Regions from separate parts of the Zea mays genome. Here region 1 is linked to region 2. Evidence: chromatin contacts called from public Hi-C data. All regions are on one chromosome and are shown on one strand. The core of a region is the stretch at or near the end of the contact, and the rest is flanking DNA. Distances in the headings are between cores, read along the strand shown.

What was found. A called contact is a pair of places that touch in the nucleus more often than the background predicts.
Region 1: a contact with region 2 is called in a Hi-C map of endosperm, with 2.0 times the contacts expected there. The contact joins the enhancer-like site here to the promoter of LOC103636098 in region 2. A contact is called at or near these places in 3 of 25 Hi-C or Micro-C datasets (endosperm, leaf and tassel).

The regions. Positions count from the first base shown.
Region 1 is chr8:149,171,193-149,175,227 of Zm-B73-REFERENCE-NAM-5.0, reverse strand. No RefSeq gene overlaps it. Among protein-coding and RNA genes, the nearest start is that of LOC103636099, 17 kb to the right of the region's middle. Within about 2 kb of position 2,252, at least 18 of the 20 cell types and tissues checked have an H3K27ac peak or open chromatin away from gene starts, as enhancers often do. A contact at or near this core is called in endosperm, leaf and tassel, where this site is marked.
Region 2 is chr8:149,027,811-149,032,296 of Zm-B73-REFERENCE-NAM-5.0, reverse strand. It overlaps LOC103636098 (WRKY transcription factor 22), which reads left to right and starts at 2,391. Exons shown (of 3, transcript XM_008658464.3): 1 at 2,391-2,967; 2 at 3,138-3,263; 3 at 3,463-4,088. The coding sequence starts at 2,519. The coding sequence ends at 3,937.

The sequences.
Region 1 (4,035 bases), core at 1,003-3,502, 140 kb before region 2:
AATTAAACGACAAGACAAATTTATTAAGCCTAATTAGTCAATGATTCACTCATGTATTGTTACATTAAACATTTTCTACTCATAAATTCATTAGTCTTAAAAATTATCTCGGTATTTAGTCTTTTGCTATATAATTAGTTTTATAATTAGACTATATTTAATACATATAATATGCATTTAAATATTTGATATGAGACAGACTAAACTTAACCAAACACTAAGAGCTCCACGACCGCAATGGGTAAGTGCCATCCATCGGTAGGTATATATCTCTTTGCACATTGGACCGAGATCAAATTAAGTGCTATGCTTGCCAATTAATACCTCAATTTCTTGCATCGTAGGGGTGAGTTAGAGGGTCTAATTCTAGTATTCTTGTCGTTAAAATTTATGTTCCTATGATTTTTATATTTCAAAATAGTTTTTAAAATATATAGTTTTCGCACACAAAGTATATACTATATATCTATAGCAAAAATAATATATCTAAAAATTAAACGTATTATAATTCAAAATAAATCAAATACATTCTTATAATTAGTATATTCAAATTTAATAAATTACAAAAAACTAGTATTCAAAGAAAGAAATAGAGATAAAGACAAATATGCACCTTGGGCCACTAGATAGGGTCGTGACCATTGCCTAAAAAAATCCCCTTAGGGCTAGTTTGAGAACTACATTTTCCTAAGGGATTTCTATTTTCCCAAGGAAAAATGAACTAATTTCTCTTGGGAAAATAAAAATCCCATGGGAAATTGGGCTTCCCAAACTAGCCCATGTATTATCATCTTTTCGGTCCTAACATAGACGCATAGTTGATAAAATCTTGAATCATTGTATGTTTTCATGACTCTGTGATCCTAGTAGTTCATAGTGTTGATTCTACGATTCTGTTAAGGAAATCTACGATTTTAGGATTCTAGTAGGATTTAATTCAGGATCACATTTAAAGAACTTTGGGCCCTAATTAAAGTGGCCCTAGGTGTGGCCCAAGATATCTTCCACTTCAAACTGGCCAACCCAGTAAAGCCAAGGACCAAGAAAGCAGACCCGAAGTCTAAAAAAAACTTCACCTCAATTATCTTAACCTAGATTGTATATTTCTAATATTTTTACTAGATCTCAGGTTATACGTATAGGAAATAACGGCATATGATTTAGTGTTGGCGTTTTAGGGGCAATATCATCTACATCTCATTTATATCTGTTATTTACTAACTTATCTAAAAGATTCATCATCTATATCTTATTTCTATGCACCAACAATGTCATTTATATCTCGTCGTCTATATACCAAAACTCGTGTTATGTATTTTGCTCTATATTTTTATGTGTACATAACTGTTATTTCCTCAGATGTTATATACATATTTTAGTTTTGCTTAATTCTTTATCTAAAATATAAAAAATAATAGAGGAGATGTGGGCAGTGGCGAATATAGGATTTAAAGTTAGAGTGGTCTAATCTTATTAAAAATCAAAATAAATAAATGAGTTTGTATTTTAAGTCCTACAACGTATGAGAATCAAAAGAAAAATTAAATCAAAACCATCTATATAATGTAGCAGATCAAAATCAGATGGTGGGCCGGACCCACCCTATCCACCATCTAGATACGCCACTGGATATGGGTGTCTCTATATAGAGAGCATGAATGAGTGTGTTCTATATTTAAAAGAAACTTTAGAGAACACCGTTAAAGAATATAAGAAAAAAAACTTTTTCATATTTAGAAAAGAAACGTAGAACCTCTCGTTGAGGACATGCATAAAGTCTCTTCAATCACTGTAGCAGCAAATGGCCGCCAACTGCAGTCTGCAACTGTAACAACTATAGCTTTACAACGGCCGGACACCCCCATATTGTTAATGAAGATAAATGACGAAGTAATAATGAAATAAATCATCACAAGTTAGATGTTTTTTGACCATTTTTATATTTTCATCAAATTTATTGTTATATTAGCGTGGAACTAAAAGCATCACCTAAGATTATGCACTCCGATTTATGTGTTAATTTAATTATGTGCTGTCATGTGACTTAGTGAGGCAAGTTTACACATCTAGACAGCGATTCGAGAGGTGACCGGCTGCTCCAGCCTCCACCAGCCACCACTACCCAGGGCAGAGCATGCATAAAGGGCAGGGACGGGCGGAGTGGGGAGACGATAGTCAGATAGACACTGTACTCCTCCGTAACTGCCACGTGACATGTGGGTCCCGGACCGGGTAGCACGCCATTGAATGCAGAACAGTGGAAGCTAGATCCGCAGCTCGCAGGCAATACTACAGTGTGGCGCGTCACGCCATGCCGTGCAGCACTGCAGCTCGATAAAGGATCGCCTGCCAAGGCCGCCATCTTTCGGTCGGATTGGCTTGAGTATATTGACTATATAACGACGTCTCTAATTGCTAGCTATTTCACTAGATAGATTCACTCTTTTTCATACTTAAAAACAAATTATGGATAAAACGATAATAACTAGCAACGAACAAATAGATATGAGATTTCACATATGAGTGTATTAAGTGTGAGATCAAACGGTAGTGGTGAGATAAATTACTATTTTTATTCTTATCTCAGCTCCACATCAACTAGGTATTTGAGACAACCATTGTAGACGCCATAAGACTATTGAGGCTGTTGGGTTTGAATTAAAGTTGATTATTAGACTGCTATAACTATAATCTATAGAGACAAAACACTATATAAGCGGTACGATCAATTAATCTTGGTTGCAAATAGACAAACTTTAGGCACCGTTTGGCACCATTTCTATTAGAGCCGTTTTGTGATAAAATCAAACGGTTTACCTAAGAAATCCCTTGAATTATGAACTTATAAATCAGAAATGGAGTAAAAATAGTGAATTTACCTTGATTCTATATTTCTATATACGGTTTAATTAGAGCATGTTTAAACTTGCCAAGTAATTTACCGAACCGGTTTCAGGCTTTCAGCACCATTGCTGATGTTGTTCATAAAACTAAAGACAAAAAGATTACTTCACTAGTCAAATAAAACCGGGGCGGATGCAGGACCGGCGTTGGAGGGGCTGGAGTTCCAGTCCAGCAGTCCAAGTAGCATATACAATATCTCTATAAAATGTCTTAAAATCAAAGCAATGTCTCAAAAATTAAAATAGTAAATTATTTAAATGTTTAAAGTACTACAAACAAATTGAGCTTCTACAATTATGTTCTAAATCATGTATTTTAGCAAATAAATTATATTATTAAGAAAAAAAACATTGGGGATACTGTATAAAAACAAGGATATGATACTAATGTCAAGTGTATTATATTTGGATCACTTCATGACCTGCCTTATTTTCTAAACAAAAAATTATAAAACGGGACAATGTTAGAGTTATTCTTTTTATTAGTTAAGCTCTATTTTTAAAAAATAGAGCTCTAATTTAAAGCACTGTTGGAGTTGCTTTTGCCTTTTGGTACCATGTAGTAGTTTTAGCAGTCATATAAAAGGTGCATAGTTATAAGATGCAGGCGCATAACAACATATTGCAGGCTCATCAAACCATCAACTATGCGACAGACATGTAGCAATCCGCACACGTTTGTCATTCGCGTATCCGTTTTAGCGGGACATCTCCAGCCTTTCCAATCCATAATTTAGTCCGATGTGCCACTGAATAAAACTATACTAAATAGTATCTTAGTGGGTGTTTGGTTTCTAGGACTAATGTTTAGTCCCTAGATTTTATTCTATTTTAGTTCTAAAATTACCAAATATAGAAACTAAAACTTTATTTTAGTTTCTATATTTAGCAATTTATACACTAAAAAGGAATAAAATGAAGTGACTAAACATTAGTCCCTAGAAACCAAACACCCCCTTAATGTGCACATTTGCCTCGTAGGAATTGGCAAATGCATGGCGGGCCATCTAGCTACGCACTAGTAGTCGATGCAACTATGGAGTATGTACCAAATAGTTTTACGTTTGATCGAATTTTTTTAGTAAATAGTATTTGGATTTATAGTTCTAAATTAATTTATTATAAACACACA
Region 2 (4,486 bases), core at 1,142-3,641:
CTCCACCCACCGCCGTGGCCCCTCACCGGCCTTCGCCCCCATGTCTCAGCCCGGGGCGACGCCGGGTTATGGTTACCTGGTGCGCAGGCACAACGGTTAGGGTGACAATACGTTCTAAATTTTACACCGTAAAATGTAAGTATCAGATTAGAATCATACTATATTTTTATTCATATTTAAACTAAAAATAATATAGGATCCTAATAAATTATGAAGAAACATTTAGATCGCGATTCATTATCATCCCTAATCCGGTACATACAAATTTTATTAGTAAATTGGTTAATATTTACTGTATATGATATGAGATATTTACATGTTGCTTTGGTGGAATTTTGTTGCTAGCTTCGCTCCCGATCTCAGCCAGGCTATTTGGTCATCAGTCTTTATAATTTGTCATGGCCATAAATTGTTCAACTATTATTTGTAAGTACACACATAAGGTATCCGTGCAAATGGCTACACATTGCACTATGGATATTTACCTTATATATCAAATAAAAATACAAGAGGACTCGTTTTGCTAAACAATTTATTAAAAAAGCATTGGCTCGTGTGGAGGAGCTGCAAGCCAGAGTCATTTTTAAAAAAGTCGAAGCCCTACCAAATAGGCCCTAACTATTAAGGAATCTCATCAAGCAGCATTCTAGTAGACAAGGGAGATAAGTTGGGGAGTAATCAAGGCCTTAGGAAGCAATACGAGATTGATCAAATGAAACCAGTTTTGTATGCTTTAATTATCGAAAGCATAATATATGCTCAAGTATGTTCTCGTTCATAACCACCAGAATATCTGGCAGTTTTCATAAGAATCTAGTGATAGAACACTAGAAAAATGTTAAGAAAGTCTTACAGTATTTGCAAGGCATAAACAGTCTCATGTTAACATACATAAAATTAACTAGCCTTAATATTATAGGATACTCAGATTTGGATTGTACATGGTGTGAAGAAGATAGAAAGTTCATGATTGATTTCATATTCACACTCAGAGAAAGAGCTATATCATGGAAAAGCTCAAAACAAACTATCACCACATCATTCATAATGTAATATCGAGTTTATTGCATCTTATAGGGCAACATGGCATGGTATGTGCCTTAAGAAGTTTGTACCTAGTTAAAAAGTGGTAGACAACATATGAAAACAACTGGAGCTATACTGAGATAATAAACCAACAATATGTTGCTTCTATAACAAGAAGTCAAGTGCTACTGCTAAACACATTGACATTAAGTATTATGTTGTAAAGGAGAAATTCCAAGATCAAATAATTGAACATTAGGATATAAACACAGTGTAAATGCTTTCAGATCTGCTCACTAAAAGACTCTCAGTTATTTCGCGGTGATCACCGAAAAATCAGGAAGCCGCTCGGAATTTGCCAAATTTCGCAATTCCTGAACGGTTTGAGATTTGAAATTTAAAAACGGTATTCAATTTGTCGATTTACCAACTGGAAATGCTGAATAAATTGGAAAAATAAAAAAACTCGATAAGATTTCTTCATAATTTGTTTAAATCACGCTACACATGAATTTTCGAACGACAATTCTTCATATTTTTTGTCAACTATAGCGTCCGGCGTCGGGCCGGCGCGCGCGTCGTTTTCGTGTCCAAAACCAAAAGGGCCTCATAAACTACGGGATCCATGCAGCAGTGCAGATCTCTGCCCTTTGACATTCGCGCAGGATCAGATCGGACCGAGAATAACTGACGCCTGCAGTCAAGCGCGACCAATCATGGGGACTGAAAAAGAAATATATTGAATTAGTAAAAGAGGATGCAACTGTAAAAACGATTCTTCGTCATCATCGTATTATAATTCCCGGTTTATTCCCACGCCTCGGTCGGCCTGCAGCCTTCTTTTATGGCACGGGTGGGAGGGGGGCTCGAATCTTCCGTTCCCAGCTCTATCTCTCTCCTCCCTTTTGACATTTGGAGCAGAGTCAAAAGAACGACACGAAAAAGCTTACCAAGGGCGGCGACGACGACGACGGACGAGGGCCCCGGACCGCCCCCATTTTGACAGGTGTACTTGGCGACACTGTAGCAGCAGCATGCTTCCAGAAACCAGCCGCAACAATTTTTTAAAATGCGCTCGCCGAGGGGTAAGGATGCAAATCCGGGCGTGATCTTTTTTTTTTTTTTTTGCTTGTCCCTGCCGGCTGCCGCTGCCTGCCTGCCTGCCTCCGTGTCCACCGCTTGCATCGGGTTGACTTCTCATCGCATCCTATCGCAAGTTCGGGTTGAGCACTTGAGCACGAGGTTGAGCCCCCGCGCCGTGCCGCGTCAATGCGGACTGCCCCGGGTTTGCGCGTCCAAATACTCTCACGCGTATAGTAGATAATACACATATATACTACGCGCATATATGCGCGCGTGCTGGGGGCCGTGGGGCCCTACTGGACTACCAGTTCCAAAAGTCAACCCCACCCCACCCCCTGCTCGCCAGTCCCCCGCATACGGTCAGGAGCAGCGTCCCTCCCTCCGCCTCGTCGAAGCCGGTCGTGGTTTCATGCGCGACGTGCTGCTGCGCATGGCGGAGCACTTCAACGACTGGGACCTGCAGGCGGTCGTCAGGAGCTGCGGCGGCGTCGCGCACGCGGGCCCGCCGCCGGAGCCCGCCGACGCGGCCACCGCACCCGCGGCGCCGAGGGGAGACGAGGCGCCGGAGCGGGTGCCCGGCGGCGCGCGTGCCACGCCGGCGGTGTCTGCCCGGAGACAGGAACGGGCGCCGCCGCCCGTGGCGCTCCTGTGCGACCTGGAGTACCTGGATTCGGACCACAAGCCGTTCCTGCTGCCGGTCGCGCGGCCGTCGCCGAGGCCGCGCGTGGGGGGCGGCGGCCACGGGAGTGAGGTGATGATCTCTTTCCCCGCGGGGGCCGCATCCACGTCCGGGGTGCAGCAGAGGGCATCGTCGCCACGCCGCAAGCCAGGCGCGCGCACGCCGCGGCCGAAAAGAAGGTACCGTAACCGTAGCCGTACCGATGCTGTGCGCTCAGCTCCATTTATGCAAGATTCCTTTTTTTATTTAGACTTGTTTTGCGCGCGCGCATGATTTGGTTAGAGAAGAATGAAGTGCGATGGCTTATTGCTTTCCGTTTCCTCCCTGCTTGTCGTATGACATATGACAGCAAGAAGAGCCAGCTGAAGAAGGTGGTGCGCGAGATGCCGGTGGCCGACGGCAGCTCGTCGTCGCCGGACCCGTGGGCGTGGCGCAAGTATGGCCAAAAGCCCATCAAGGGCTCGCCTTATCCGCGGTAACTACGTTGTTTTTTACTTTGACCTCGCCTTCCATACTGCGTGCTTGCTAGTGTTAGGAGCTTTGATAATTCAGCCACAAGACAATTCGACAGCAGTAGTGCGTGCTTGCAGTCGACATTGTGGCCGCTGAGGCGCTGACCCGCAGGGCTCACCGAACTAATAATGCTCCGTTGCGATTCGAATCTGTGACCGCAGGGGGTACTACAAGTGCAGCAGCATGAAGGGGTGCACGGCGCGGAAGCTGGTGGAGCGCAGCCCAGCCAAGCCCGGGGTGCTCATCGTCACGTACATGGCCGAGCACTGCCACCCCGTGCCCGCGCAGCTCAACGCGCTCGCGGGCACCACTCGCCACAAGCCGTCGTCCGGCGCGGCCACCGAGCTGCACAGCGCGGCCTCCTCTCCCAGTAGCCACGAGCAGGGCCAGACAGTCGAGAAAGCGGCCGGCCTTCGAGAGCGTGGCATTGGCAACAACGAGACTTCGAATTCAACAATGGCCGGCGAGTTTGGCGGCGAGGAGATAGCGGCCGTCGATGACGAGGACGAGTTCTGGCCCGCGGAGATGGACCTGGACGAGCTCTTGGCGCCCGTGGACGGCGACTTCGATTTCGAGCACGTCATAGAGGAAGATGGTGTACTGGGACGGCGGCGGCCGCAGAAAATTTGCCCTTAACGCCACATGCTCCCATGTTCATACACATAGCGGCTGATTGTTTTGCTACGCGCGCGCACCCAGGCACGCGCGAGCATTACCAGCTGGGTACGTTTATTTGTAGAATATGGTAGATGTAAGTAAATAGTCTTAAAATAGCTTATTTTGTATCTGTTCATGTGGTTAGTATTCCTCACGTATATTCCATCAAACTGACGTTCAGTGAAAATCAACACATACGGTTGCCTATAACAAGATAATACGAGTAGCAAACTGAAAACAACTTTGGCGAACGACGGATCTCTCGGAGGTTTTCGATTAGGATTCAATCCCCTCCGGTTTAGATAAAACCGAACCTACCCTAGGTAGGGCGATGTAACTGCAATTTGCAATAGAGGAAGCACTCAGACACGCTAGACAGAAAGGTTACAAACGCATAGGCTTTAGTTAAGCTGCTTTTGAAGCCAGTAAACAAAAAGTAAAAACCAGAAATAAAAAAGTAGAAACCAGAAGCTGCTTGTCAGAAGCAGCTACTTTTAGTTATTGCAGATCCTGTTTTTTGTTGGTTTT